Linked DNA regions of Zea mays: region 2 is linked to region 1. The links are chromatin contacts, called in public Hi-C maps. All regions are on one chromosome and are shown on one strand. Each heading gives the region's core, a stretch centred on a gene start, on an enhancer-like site or on the middle of the called end of the contact. The rest is flanking DNA. Distances are from core to core; before and after follow the strand shown.

The links. A called contact is a pair of places that touch in the nucleus more often than the background predicts.
Region 2: a Hi-C map of ear shows a contact between it and region 1, with 2.3 times the contacts expected there. The contact joins the promoter of LOC100281064 here to the promoter of LOC100283793 in region 1. A contact is called at or near these places in 5 of 25 Hi-C or Micro-C datasets (ear, endosperm, leaf and 2 more).

Annotation. Positions count from the first base shown.
Region 1 is chr5:89,433,927-89,440,663 of Zm-B73-REFERENCE-NAM-5.0, reverse strand. It overlaps LOC100283793 (fiber protein Fb15), which reads right to left and starts at 4,150. Exons shown (of 2, transcript NM_001156692.1): 1 at 3,684-4,150. The coding sequence starts at 3,994. The coding sequence ends at 3,719. It overlaps LOC100383870 (Putative clathrin assembly protein), which reads left to right and starts at 4,422. Exons shown (of 15, transcript NM_001176499.1): 1 at 4,422-4,597; 2 at 4,692-4,761; 3 at 4,882-4,979; 4 at 5,085-5,223; 5 at 5,322-5,449; 6 at 5,557-5,649; 7 at 5,754-5,804; 8 at 5,922-5,987; 9 at 6,077-6,142; 10 at 6,226-6,306; 11 at 6,398-6,469; 12 at 6,545-6,703. The coding sequence starts at 4,517.
Region 2 is chr5:89,680,983-89,687,719 of Zm-B73-REFERENCE-NAM-5.0, reverse strand. LOC100281064 (B-box zinc finger family protein) reads left to right here and starts at 3,665. Exons shown (of 1, transcript NM_001153983.2): 1 at 3,665-4,846. The coding sequence starts at 3,994. The coding sequence ends at 4,674.

The DNA of each region.
Region 1 (6,737 bases), core at 2,901-5,400:
CTTCGATTGGAAGGTAGAACAGCCTTTAGGTCCCCTTTGAAGGTAGGGATTTGAGAGAAATCATATAGAAATTTCACAGGAATTAGTTCATTTTCACTGGAAAAACACAGGTAATGGGAAAAATTCCAGCGTTCCAAAGAGGGCCTTTGATGTTCCAAAGAGAGCCTTTGATCGATCAACATCCCAACAGTAAAAGGCGCAGATGATGCACGAACAAATGGGCGAAGATATCATCTACCACACAGCACATATCATGTCTTGCCAAATAAACGTGCATTTTCCTGATACCATAGTCTGGAATATCAACCTCTTATGTCCTTTCTTTTTGAGATCAAGTCCTTTCTAAGTCACATTAAGCAAACTTTTAACCAATTTCGTTGATGTCAATGCTTAGTTGGACACCACCCCCTCCCAGGATGTAACTAATCACGTACATAATAGGCAGTATTTAGCAACCACTTTTAATCCATTTCATTGATGTCAATGCCACCGTCATGAGACCATCCTTCTCAGAATGGAACATAGATATTCACATACATGACAAGTGTGCAGACAACATAGAGAAGTACAGGATAGCGAAGAAGTCTGCAAAGCGAGCGGTTAGTAGAGCCCGGGGTCAAGCCTATGACGACCTTTATCAACGGTTGGACACAAAGCAGGGAGAAAAGGATATCTATAGGATGGCCAAGATTCGTGAAAGGAAGACAAGGGATGTCAACCAAGTCAAATGCATCAAGGATGAAGCAAACCAACTATTAGTGAAGAATGAAGAGATCAAGAACAGATGGAAGGAGTACTTCAACAAATTGTTCAATGGAGGGAATGAGAGTTCTACAATAGAATTGAACGAACCATTCGATGACAACAACAGGGGTTTTGTACGAAGGATACAAGAATATGAAGTTAAGGAGGCGCTAAAAAGGATGAAGGTAGGAAAGGCGATGGGCCCTAATGGTATCCCTATCGAGGTATGGAGATGCCTTGGAGACATAGCGATAGTATGGCTGACTAAGCTTTTCAACACCATCTTTCGGACAAACAGAATGCCCGACGAGTGGCGGCGGAGTACGTTAGTATCAATCTTCAAGAACAAAGGAGATGTTCAAAGTTGTACTAATTACCGTGGAATTAAGCTCATGAGCCATACAATGAAGCTATGGGAGAGAGTCATTGAACACCGCCTGCGGAAGATGACGAGTGTGACCCAAAATCAGTTTGGTTTCATGCCTGGGAGATCAACTATGGAGGCCATTTTCTTACTAAGACAACTTATGGAGAGATTCAGAGAACAAAAGAAAGACCTACATATGGTCTTCATAGACTTGGAGAAGGCTTATGACAAAGTACCTAGGAGTGTAATGTGGTGGGCCTTGGAAAAACACAAAGTATCAACAAAGTACATTAATCTTATTAAAGATATGTACACTAATGTTGTGACAAGTGTCCGAACAAGTGATGGAGACACCGATGACTTTCCAATTAACATAGGACTACATCAAGGGTCGGCTTTGAGCCCTTATCTTTTCGCTTTGGTGATAGATGAGGTCACAAGGGACATACAAGGAGATATACTGTGGTGTATGCTTTTTGCCGATGATGTGGTACTTATTGAGGAGAGTAGGAGTGGTGTTTCGCAAAAGTTGGAATTATGGAGGCAGACGCTGGAAGCAAAAGGTTTTAGGCTTAGTAGGTCTAAAACAGAGTATATGAAGTGTGATTTCAGTGCCATGGGGTATGAGGATGGCGATGTTAGTCTTGATGGGCAAGTGGTACCCAAGAAAGACACTTTTCGTTACTTAGGATCAATGCTTCAGAAGGAGGGAGACATCGATGAGGATGTCAGTCATAGAATTAAAGCTGGATGGTTGAAGTGGCAGCAAGCTGCGGGTGTCTTATGCGACCCCCGGGTGCCACACAAACTAAAAGGCAAATTCTACAGGACAGCAATCCGGCCGGCTATGTTGTATGGAGCAGAATGTTGGTCCACTAAAAGACGACATGTCCAACAACTAAGTGTGGCAGAGATGTGTATGTTGCGCTGGCTATGTGGCCACACAAGGAGAGATCGAGTCCGGAATGATGATATACGGGAGAGAGTAGGAGTGGCGCCAATTGAGGAGAAGCTTATGCAACATCGTTTGAGATGGTTTGGACATATCCAACGAAGACCTGAAGAGGCACCAGTGCATATCGGAATAATTAGGCGTCCCGAGAATGTGAAGAGAGGTAGAGGTCGACCAACCTTGACGTGGACAGAGGCTGTGAAGAGGGACCTGAAGGAGTTGAATATTGATAAAGAGCTCGTCGTGGATAGGAAGGGGTGGAAGTGTGCAATTCACATGCCAGAACCCTGATTTGTAGTTTCGCTTTTCCTCCTTAATCGTTTGACCTTCTCTTGTGCCCCTTTAGATCTTGCTGGTTCTTGTGGGTTTTATCTCTTTTTATGTGTTTCCCCGTTTCGTCGTTTTTCGGTTCTCCTTTGCCTTTGTCTCCCTTTTCTCTTCTTTGGGGGTTGAGCTCTGAGGTTTTCATATGGGGTTTCATCTCTAGCCTACCCCTACGTGTTTGGGACAAAAAGGCTTTGTTGTTGTTGTTGTGTAATGGGCAGCGTTTAGGTCCCCTATACAAAGCGGGCCACACCAAGCTTCTATACCCTATGACACAAAGCTCGAGTTCAAACACAATTTGGCTATTTGGTTCAGGCCCTGTTTGGAACCCATAGAGCTAATTGTTAGCTAGCTAACAAATTATTAGCTGGGTTGAACCAGCTAATGAACTAATTATTAGCTATGGGTTAGCTAACAATTAGCTGGGTATTAGCTGAGGGTGTTTGGAACATCTACAACTAATTTTAGCAGCTAGCTCTAAAGGTTCCAAACAGGGCCTTAGAAACAGATATATTTTCTCACTTCCACAGACAGAGCCCTACAGGTCAATGGTACATTTGTTGGAAGTCAAACAAAAAAACTGGAATCAAATTGCTGGAAATAGTAAGTTTTCATAAGGCTTCTTCAACAAAGCAGTAAACCTATTTGCTAACTAACCATTTCACATATCTCCAGATGTTGACTCAGACTTTTACACTCAACAAGACGAGTAGCACAAATTCGAAGTGAATTAAGGAGACAGATCTGTTAAGCAGGAATCCATTGTTGCGCTGTGATATGACAGTCACACATCTGAGTTTCCTGAGCAGGTACACACAATATAGATAAACAAAACTACAGCAGTACGATCAATAAAAAAATGTGATCACAAGCCAATAGTTAGATGCAATACATGAATATTTTTTAAAGACTGCAATCCATGAACACCCGATTTAAATTTGCCTGCATTCATCGTCAACTGAATCCCTGCACCCCTTGCGAGCAGAATGGGTGCGAAGGATAGCTCAAAATTTCTAGGGAAAGGCGCACTACATTGCACAAACACAAGCAAATAATCATCGGTAAAACTAGCGGCCGTAGGCAAATATTAATCACAACAAACACACCGATCTATAGCCAGCAATGCTCTGCACTAAGGCCTATCGCGTGCCGAATGTGCAAGGCTTGAACTCGTCCATCCAGATGCAATTAGTCGAGAGCAAGCTGGTCGGATCGGATCGGAGCGATCCGCGGTGCGCCAGCCACGGCCAGATCGGATACTATTGGGAAAGGAGAGACAGGGAGCCGCGGACTCACCTCCCGCGCTGCCGGCGAGGGACGGGGCAGCGGATCTAGTGCTTCCCACCGGTCCTCTCCATCTCCTCGAGGTGGGCGAGGTGGGCGCGCTCCCAGGGCAGATTGACGAAGTAGGAGAAGATCATCCCTCCGATGCAGACGTGGTAGAGAGGGTCCGGCGAGCTCGTGTCGATGTACTTCTCGATGTAGCGGTCGACGGCCTGGTCGGCGCTCTTCTTGACGTTGTCCCAGGTCAAGCGCGGCTTCAGGTAAGCCGGCACGTCGCGGACCTTCATGCTCCGGATCTCGTTGTACAGGGCACGCAGCGCCATGGCTGGCTGGTCTCTCGGCTCCGGGCTCTCTCGCTCGCTAGGGTTTGCTCGTCGGCGTGGGTGGGTGGGGATGGGGAGTAAGGGAAAGGGGAATTTGTTGGAGGAATCGAGAGATGGGGGTTCTTGGGCCGGGCCGGGCCGGGCCGGGCCTGTGTTGACTCGTGTAGTTGCTGGGGCATGGCATTTTAAGCCATGAGGCCCACGTAAGGCCCACAAGGCAGAGACGGCGGAGCGCGTCTGTCTTCGTCCTCCTCCCTCCCACATCCCACGCATACCGGTTCGGGCAGATACAAATGGCGGCAAGGCATCCCTCGTTCCCTCTCTTTCTCCCTCTGCTGGACCACCGCCACCAACCGCAGGCTAAAATTAGCGAGAGAGGTGTGCGGTGGGAAGGCGTGCAGGTATGGGGGGAAGCAGCAGGGGGTGGCGGCGAGGTGGCATTAGAGATTGGAAGGAGGGAGGGAGGAGGCGAGGTGAGAGAGGACGAAGAGGGCGCATCGTGGGTTGGGTGATCACGGCCTGATGGGGTCGTGGCGCAAGGCCTACGGCGCCCTCAAGGACTCCACCAAGGTCGGCCTCGCCAAGGTCAACAGCGAATTCAAGGTGAGCCATGGCGATCGCGATCCGGTTACCGTGGATTCCGAGTTCTCACCAACTGTCTGTCTGATGCCCTCTCTGTTTGTCTGGGAAAAAAAAGGAATTGGATATTGCAATTGTGAAGGCAACCAACCATGTTGAATGCCCTCCCAAGGAACGGCACGTCAGAAGTGAGTACTAGTCATCCTGTCCCCCCTCCGTCTTCTACATTGGATGGATCTTCCTTCCTGTCCCACCCCCCACCCCACCCCCAATTTGTGTGGCATTCTGATTCTCGTCTTGCGGCGCAGAAATACTCTTGGCGACCTCAGCAAACCGCCCTCGCGCAGACCTCTCGTACTGCATATACGCATTGTCAAGGAGATTGTCCAAGACAAAGAACTGGATAGTGCGTGTTCTTCCTCGTTGCCACTTTTTACTGATGATTCCTTCGACCGCGCCATGTGTCGAACCCATGGTTTTAACTAACGCATATCCAACGTTCGCGTCACAGGTTGCGCTCAAGACATTGATAGTGGTGCATAGGCTTCTGAGGGAGGGCGATCCCATGTTCAAGGAAGAGTTCCTGGCCTACTCATCCAGAGGGAACATCTTGCACATAGCCAATTTCAAGGACGACTCGAGCCAGTCAGGCGAGTTTCTTGTACTACCATCCTGCTGGCTGGGAGTCTCTGTAATTTCCGTTGCCCTGCCGAATGATGAACCAATCCATCCATCCTTGACTTGTCAGCTTGGGATTGCTCCGCATGGATTCGCGCCTATGGATGCTTCCTGGAGGAACGGCTCGAGTGCCTCAGGGTTCTCAGATACGACATCGAAACCGAGCGTCTCGTCAGATATCCCCAGACTTCCAGCAAGGTCCTCTTTTTCTGTCTTCTGAAATTTGATGCACGGCACTTTGATGGTGTAGAGACTTTTCGTCTTATGGCTGTGTACATGTTCCGTCATCCTGAAAAAAAAAACAGGTACATAGTAAAACCAGGACCCTGCCTAGCCCGGAACTCTTGGAGCAGTTGCCTGCACTGCAGCAGCTGCTTTTCAGGGTTGTCGGCGTCCAGGTCTGACACGCCAAACCTCTCCTGCTAGGCTTTCTTAATAAGTTGTTTAAGCTTGCTTGTTGAATGCCTGTTGCACTAGTTACCCCCTTCTTTGTCAATTCCAGCCTGAAGGCGCTGCCTGCTCAAATTACCTTATTCAGTACGCACTAGCCCTGGTAAGCTGCAAGCCTGCAACTGCAGACATCTCATTTCTTGCCAATCATTCCCCATCTTGCTTGCAAGATATTTTGTGTTCTACTAGCTCTCTCTTATCCAGCTCTTGCGATCTTTAGGTTCTGAAGGAGAGCTTCAAGATCTACTGCTCAATTAACGATGGCATCATCAATCTCGTCGATATGGTAAAGTAGCAATTCTACCACATGAACCATGGTTTTCTTTGTCGCCGAATCGTGATGATAATTTTCTTGCTCTGGCCGGTCTGATCCAGTTCTTCGAAATGCCGAAGTACGACGCAATCAACGCTCTGGCGATTTACAAACGAGCTGGCCTGCAGGTATGTAAATTTCTCTTGGCATGCCGATCTTACCAAATAGTTCTCAGAATAAAGTAGTTTTGGTCTGTCAAATCCATTCACAGGCAGAGAACCTTGCCGAGTTCTATGACTTCTGCAAACAGCTTGAGCTTGCCAGGACGTTCCAGTTTCCTACTCTCAGGCAGGTTAGTTACTTTATCTCTACATCTTGATATTGCCGTCTTGATTTAGAGTTGTTAGAGTATGTGCTCATCAGTCATCACGACTGTTCTGCAGCCACCCGCATCGTTTCTTGCAACGATGGAAGAGTACATCAGAGAAGCACCCCGACCCTCGATCAAGAGTGAGGTGAGCGCATCTCCTTTTGAGAAACAAGTACTGGATCTGCTCTGTTTTGTGACTCTCTTGATGCTGCAAAAGCAGGAGAGCGAGGAGCCGAAGCTACTGACCTACGAGCAAGAAGCTCCAGAGGAACCCGAAAATGCTGTGGAAGAGGAGAAAGAAGAACCGAGTCAAAAACCAGAACCTCAGCCTGTGCCTGATCCAGAACCCCACCCACAGCAAACGACTGGAGATCTACTAGTATTCTCCAATCTTTTACCTGATTCACTTCTCT
Region 2 (6,737 bases), core at 2,416-4,915, 250 kb before region 1:
AAAGGGGGATATCGAGATTTCGTACATTAACACTAAAGATCAATTAGCCGATATCTTTACCAAGCCACTTGATGAACAATCTTTTACCAGACTTAGGCATGAGCTTAATATTCTTGATTCTAGGAATTTCTTTTGCTAATCTGCACACATAGCTCATAAGTGTACCTTTGATCATGTCTCTTTTATATATGCTATGACTAATGTGTTTTCGAGTGTATTTCAAACCAAGTCATAGGTATATTGAAAGGGAATTGGAGTCTTCGGCGAAGACAAGGCTTCCACTCCACTCTACTACTCATCCTTCGCCGTCACTCCGCTCCACTCTCCGTCTTTGGTATAATTCTCACTCCTATGTTTTATTTGCCAAAGGGGAGAAAATAGTCATCAAAAGGGCTCTAATGACTCCGTTTTTTGGCGATTCATGCCAAAGGGGGAGAAAATATGAGCCCAAAGCAAAAGGACCGCACCATCACCATCACCCTAATTTTAACATATGATTTTCAATTGGTTGAAAATTTCAAAATTGGTATCTCTTTGTGTTCTAAAGGGGGAGCAAGTAGTATTTTCAAAACTTCATATCTTAAAACCCTCTTGAACACTAAGAGGAGAATTTATTTGAGGGGGAGTTTTGTATAGTCAAAGGAAAGGCATTTGAAACAGGGGGAGAAAACTTCAAAACTTGAAAATGCCTTGCAAACTCTCATTCATTTACCTTCGACTATTTGCAAAAGAACTTTGAAAAGATTTACAAAAGATTTTTGCAAAAACAAAACATATGGTGCAAATGTGGTCCAATATGTCAAAAACAAAGAAACAATCCTTGCGCATCATGTAAATATTTATATTGGCTCAATTCCAAGCAACCTTTGCACTTACATTATGCAAACTAGTTCAATTATGCACTTTTGAATTTGCTTTGGTTTGTGTTGGCATCAATCACCAAAAAGGGGGAGATTGAAAGGGAATTAGGCTTATACCTAGTTCCTAAATAATTTTGGTGGTTGAATTGCCCAACACAAATCTTTGGACTAACTAGTTTGCTCTAGTGTATAAGTTATACAGGTGCAAAAGGTTCACACTTAGCCAATAAAAAGACCAAAGGTTGGGTTCAACAAAAGGGCAAAGGAGCAACCAAGGCTCCTCTGGTCTGGCGCACCGGACAGTGTCCGGTGCACCAGAGGACTTCAGCTCAAACTCGTCGCCCTCGGGAATTTCCAGAGGCTACTCCGCTAAAATTCACCGGACTGTCCGGTGTACACCGGACAGTGTCCGGTGCTCCAAGGGAGGTCGTCCTCAGGAACTCGCCAGCCTCGGGTTTTCACTCCAGCCGCTCCGCTATAATTCACCGGACTGTCCGGTGCATCTGCGGAGCAACGGCTACTTCAGGCGCCAACGGCTACCTGCTGCGCATTTATTGCGCGCCAGCGCGCGCAGAGGTCAGGCACGCCCATGCTGGCGCACCGGACAGTGAACAGTGCATGTCCGGTGCGCCACCGGACATCAAGGCGGGCCCAGAAGTCAGAACTCCAACGGTCAATTTCCAACGGCACTGGTGACGTGGCTGGGGCACCGGACTGTCCGGTGTGCACCGGACTGTCCGGTGTGCCATCGAACAGACGGCCTCCACCAACGGTCAAGTTTGGTGGTTGGGGCTATAAATACCCCAACCACCCCACCATTCATTGTATCCAAGTTTTCCACTTCTCAACCACTTACAAGAGCTAGGCATTCAATTCTAGACACACCCAAAGAGATCAAATCCTCTCCAATTCCATACAAAGCCTAAGTGACTAGTGAGAGTGATTTGCCGTGTTCATTTGAGCTCTTGCGCTTGGATTGCTTTCTCTCTTTAATTCTTTCTTGAGATCAATACTCGCTTGTAACCAAGGCAAGAGACACCAATTGTGTGGTGGTCCTTGCGGGGAGGTTTTTGCTCCCGGTTGATTTGAGAAGAGAAAGCTCACTCGGTCCGAGGGACCGTTTGAGAGAGGGAAGGGTTGAAAGAGACCCGGCCTTTGTGGCCTCCTCAACGGGGAGTAGGTTTGAGAGAACCGAACCTCGGTAAAACAAATTCACGTGTCTCACTTCATCATTCGCTTGCGATTTGTTTTGCGCCCTCTCTCGCGGACTTGATTATATCTCTAATGCTAACCCGGCTTGTAGTTGTGATTATTTTTGAGAATTTCAGTTTCGTCCTATTCACCCCCCCTCTAGGCGACTTTCACTTGTCCTCTGGAAATCTTTGCATGTTCAACAAAATCCTAAACTTCATCTTCAACACTCCAAAACTTCTTTCTATCACATTTCTAACTTTGGCATGTGCATGGTTGAAGACTTCTTTCATACCTTGGGGCGGTGGGCCGTTATGCCATTGCTCGACATGGTACCTTGTACACCGGTATGGTGAAAGGTATCCCGGACGATTTGGGTAACCCGCATCAACCACATAATACTTGCCTACATATTTTGAAAGGTAAACGATGAGACTTAGATGAACTAGTTTAATTGGTTTAAAATTGTTGCAAGAAAGGTGAAGTAAGAAAACCTGGTGGTGGATGTGGAAATTTGTGGTGATGAGTAGTTATGGCATCTTTGAAAACTCTCATGTCATGTGCTGAACCAGGCCATCCCGACAACACAAAGGTAAATCTCATGTTAAAATCACAAACAACAAGCACATTTTGACTGGTCTCATTGTGCCTGTTCAAATATGGAATCCTCTTACTCTTATCAACCACAACCTTGATATGTGTCCGGCGCCTGCGAGTTGAGGTCGAAGGCATCGCCGTCCATGGCAACGGTGAGTCTGCATATGCAGTAACAAAATGAGCCAATCACAGTAGATAAATTAGTAAATTACAATAGTCTAAAATGCATTCAATAAGAAATTAGCCAAAACAAATCCGTTGTTTTCCTGTTCTTTCCAATGTGGCCAGCCGTGCCCCTCCACTACCTTTTCATGGATCAAGAAAAGAGGGAGGAGGCTGAGGGAACGGAGGGAGGCGACGGCTGACCTGCTCGAGGACGGCGACGCCGGTCCTTCCCTGCGTATCGAAGAAAAGAAACGGACCCAGGAACATGCGGATCCCGTGCGGAAGGATAAGAGAGAAAAAAGGATTTTGATGGGCCTTCCAACAAACTAGCCCCAATAATCACCCCTTGGTGCGGAGAGTTTTTTGGGTGGGCTAGTTGCAAAAAACTGGCTCTAGCCCTCCTGTTTGGCTACTTTTGGGCTAGTTCCCAAACTAGCTCTAGCCTTTAGATCCCAACAGGGCCTATAATTGAAATTATTACATAGACCACCGACGTTTGAATCGTTTCATTTTGGAGGATTTGAAATATACTTAATAGACTGGACTATTTTATTTTGAAATTTATCGTTTTTTATTTTTTTTACTATAAAGATCTAAACGAGGTCTACTATTTTTTTTACAAAGTTAGTCAAATTTAATAAAAATTGATCAATACTCATTTCGTTGCGACAGTCAACGAGGCAGAGACGGAGGAGGGAGTACGAGTACATATGTGTGGACGTGTGGTGGCCGGCGAGTGAGCACGACCAGCCCACGGTCAGTAGCCATCGGCCACTACCAGCCTCGGCCGCGGGCTGTGAGCTGGGCGGGGCCCCTTTAAATGCCGGCCATACGCGCGGCCTAAAGCCTCCAGAGCCACGCTGCTTCCCGGCCGAAGCCTCCGTCCGCGGCTCCGCGCCCACGGTTTCCATTCCACCCCCCAGGCCCCAGGCTTGCGCCGACTCGCCACTTGTACCGCCGGCCGGTTTCGCCGAAGGACGAAACGCCTCGCGCGCGGAGACCTGCATATAAGCCGGCCGCGTGTCGTCCGGCGCTCCCGGTACAGGCGATCCGTTCATCATCCGCTGCAAACCACCAGGCACCAGCTCCGCGCGCAGAGGCCGGAGGACTACGACCGACGAGGGCGACGAACACCAAGGCTCCGAAGTCCGAGGAGGCAGGAAGCGGGAGGACGTCGGGAATGGGCGCTGCTCGTGACTCCGCGGCGGCGGGCCAGAAGCACGGCACCGGCACGCGGTGCGAGCTCTGCGGGGGCGCGGCGGCCGTGCACTGCGCCGCGGACTCGGCGTTCCTCTGCCTGCGCTGCGACGCCAAGGTGCACGGCGCCAACTTCCTGGCGTCCAGGCACGTGAGGCGGCGCCTGGTGCCGCGCCGGGCCGCCGACCCCGAGGCGTCGTCGGCCGCGTCCAGCGGCTCCTCCTGCGTGTCCACGGCCGACTCCGCGGAGTCGGCCGCCACGGCACCGGCTCCGTGCCCTTCGAGGACGGCGGGGAGGAGGGCTCCGGCTCGTGCGCGGCGGCCGCGCGCGGAGGCGGTCCTGGAGGGGTGGGCCAAGCGGATGGGGTTCGCGGCGGGGCCGGCGCGCCGGCGCGCCGCGGCGGCGGCCGCCGCGCTCCGGGCGCTCGGCCGGGGCGTGGCCGCTGCCCGCGTGCCGCTCCGCGTCGGGATGGCCGGCGCGCTCTGGTCGGAGGTCGCCGCCGGGTGCCGAGGCAATGGAGGGGAGGAGGCCTCGCTGCTCCAGCGGCTGGAGGCCGCCGCGCACGTGCCGGCGCGGCTGGTGCTGACCGCCGCGTCGTGGATGGCGCGCCGGCCGGACGCCCGGCAGGAGGACCACGAGGAGGGATGGGCCGAGTGCTCCTGAGTTCCTGATCCAGACGGGCCCACGTCCGTTGCTGCCGTGCCGCCGCTGCACCTGCACTGTGTACCGAGCCGGACCTCCGAGATAGACTCGGGAGAAAAATGTAACAACGTGTGGGCGACGTTTGTTTGTTTGTTCTTTTTCTTCTTAATCAAATAAATATATCGTAGGCGTACGAGCGAGGGTCCAAGGGATTGATCGTGTGGCTGGTTGGCTGCCTCTCGTCAAGCCGATTTGATTTGACTTGATTACACAACATACACTCATGTGGTCTGGGACGATGCTGTGGTGGCCTGGTGGGGGCGCATTGGGCCATTGGCTGGATATTTTCTTTGCCCAATGCGCGCGCATCAAAGTTGTTTGTTAATCGGGACTAAAAACCACATGTGGACCGTGTGTGCTAGCTTCGGCGGCAAGGCCTTCTTCCGGATGCTCTCTCTCTCAGCCATGCTTTTTTTTAAGGGGGGAAAAAGGAGTCGCTGTCGTCTGTCACCCAGGCCAGGAGTTCGTCCAACCTTGTCCGCTGCCGCTCGTTTCGACGTAGTGGTTGCGGCGTGCTCTTCGAATTTGGTAACTGCGACACAGTTGAACAGCAACGGCCACGGGCCACGGCTCGTCTCTGATCCTCGTGAGAACGCGTGTGCGTGCGCAGGGCGGTAGCGTGGAACCACCCGCTCGCGCAGGGGGCCTCACAGCTCGAGACACCGAACGCGTCGGCGACTCGCCATCGCCATCGCACACCGCGAGCGTGCGGTAGACGGCCAAGCAGACCGCGGCGTGACTCGCTTCGGTCGCTCTGTCCACTCTAGTCCGCACGCGCGTAAGGCTAGGGCGGAGCGGGGAAATCACCCGCCGGACGGACACTCCACCTACAGGAAGCACGAGAAGCCCCTTTTTTTACCGGGTAAGAGCCCGGCTCGGCCCGATTTATATATGCTCGGACTGGCCTGCCACAAATAAGCGGACCGAGCCCGAACAGAAAAATGAGTCCGACGTGCTAGTTCCGTCCGGTCCATTTAGCCCGTTTTTCGATTGGCTTTTTTCGTGCTCACCGGATCGGGCCGATCTGTTTAGGTCTATGCAAGAAAATGAGCATGCGGGCTTGGAAGGCTCAACCTAATTTTCCAACCGTGTCTGGCGGTACGAGCTTCACCAGGTAGAGATGTATAAATGGGTGGGCCGTGCTGACCCGACACGGGCCCGCCTTCGGCCCGGCACGTTTCGACCCGTTAGGTTGACGGGTCGTGCCGGACCGGCCCGCAGCCCGTTAAGGCCCGCCGTGCTTTGACCGGGTGGGAAGAAAAATAAGTAAAAAACAGACTAAAAATAAGCTTTGCTAGGATTTGAACCTTGGTTGGAGGGTTTAAAATGCTTAGCTACACCACTCTAGCCAACTAAACCAAACTTTTTTTGTGTCTAAACTATTAAAGTTGTTTCTAATATACAAATAAATGCACTGGAAAATAAAATAAAAAAACCGGGCCGTGCTCGGGCCGGCACGGCGTGCCACGGCAGCGGCCCAAGGCCGGCCCGACTAACGGGTCATGCCGTGTTCGTGACGGGCCAAAACCGTGCCGTGCCACGGGCCGCCCGACGGGCACGGCCCATTTGGACATCTCTATCACCAGGTCGGACGAGGCGACCCATTTGTACACGTATAACTCCACCCAGACAAGGCCGCCCCTGCCCAGATATTTGGCCCATTTAAGGAAGAGAAGTTTTTCTTACTTAGAGTTGCTCAATCAATTACGGGTTATTTTGGGAGCAAACTTAGAACGATCACAAGCAAGAGAACTAGAGAGAGGGGAGAGGAAGAATCGAATCGTAAAGTAAATGATCACACAAATGAACACGGCAATTTATTTACCGAGGTTCAATTTCAAAGAATCTACTCCCCGTTGAGGATGTCACGTAGCTCGGGTCTTTTTGAACCCTTCTCTTCTCTCAAACTGTAACACCCCTGGTGTTACGACAACTAAAATCTTAACATGTCATCATGTGCACTAGCATCATCTTGTCGTGTTACACTTAGAATGCATTCACTAGGATAAAGATCAAATTAAGTG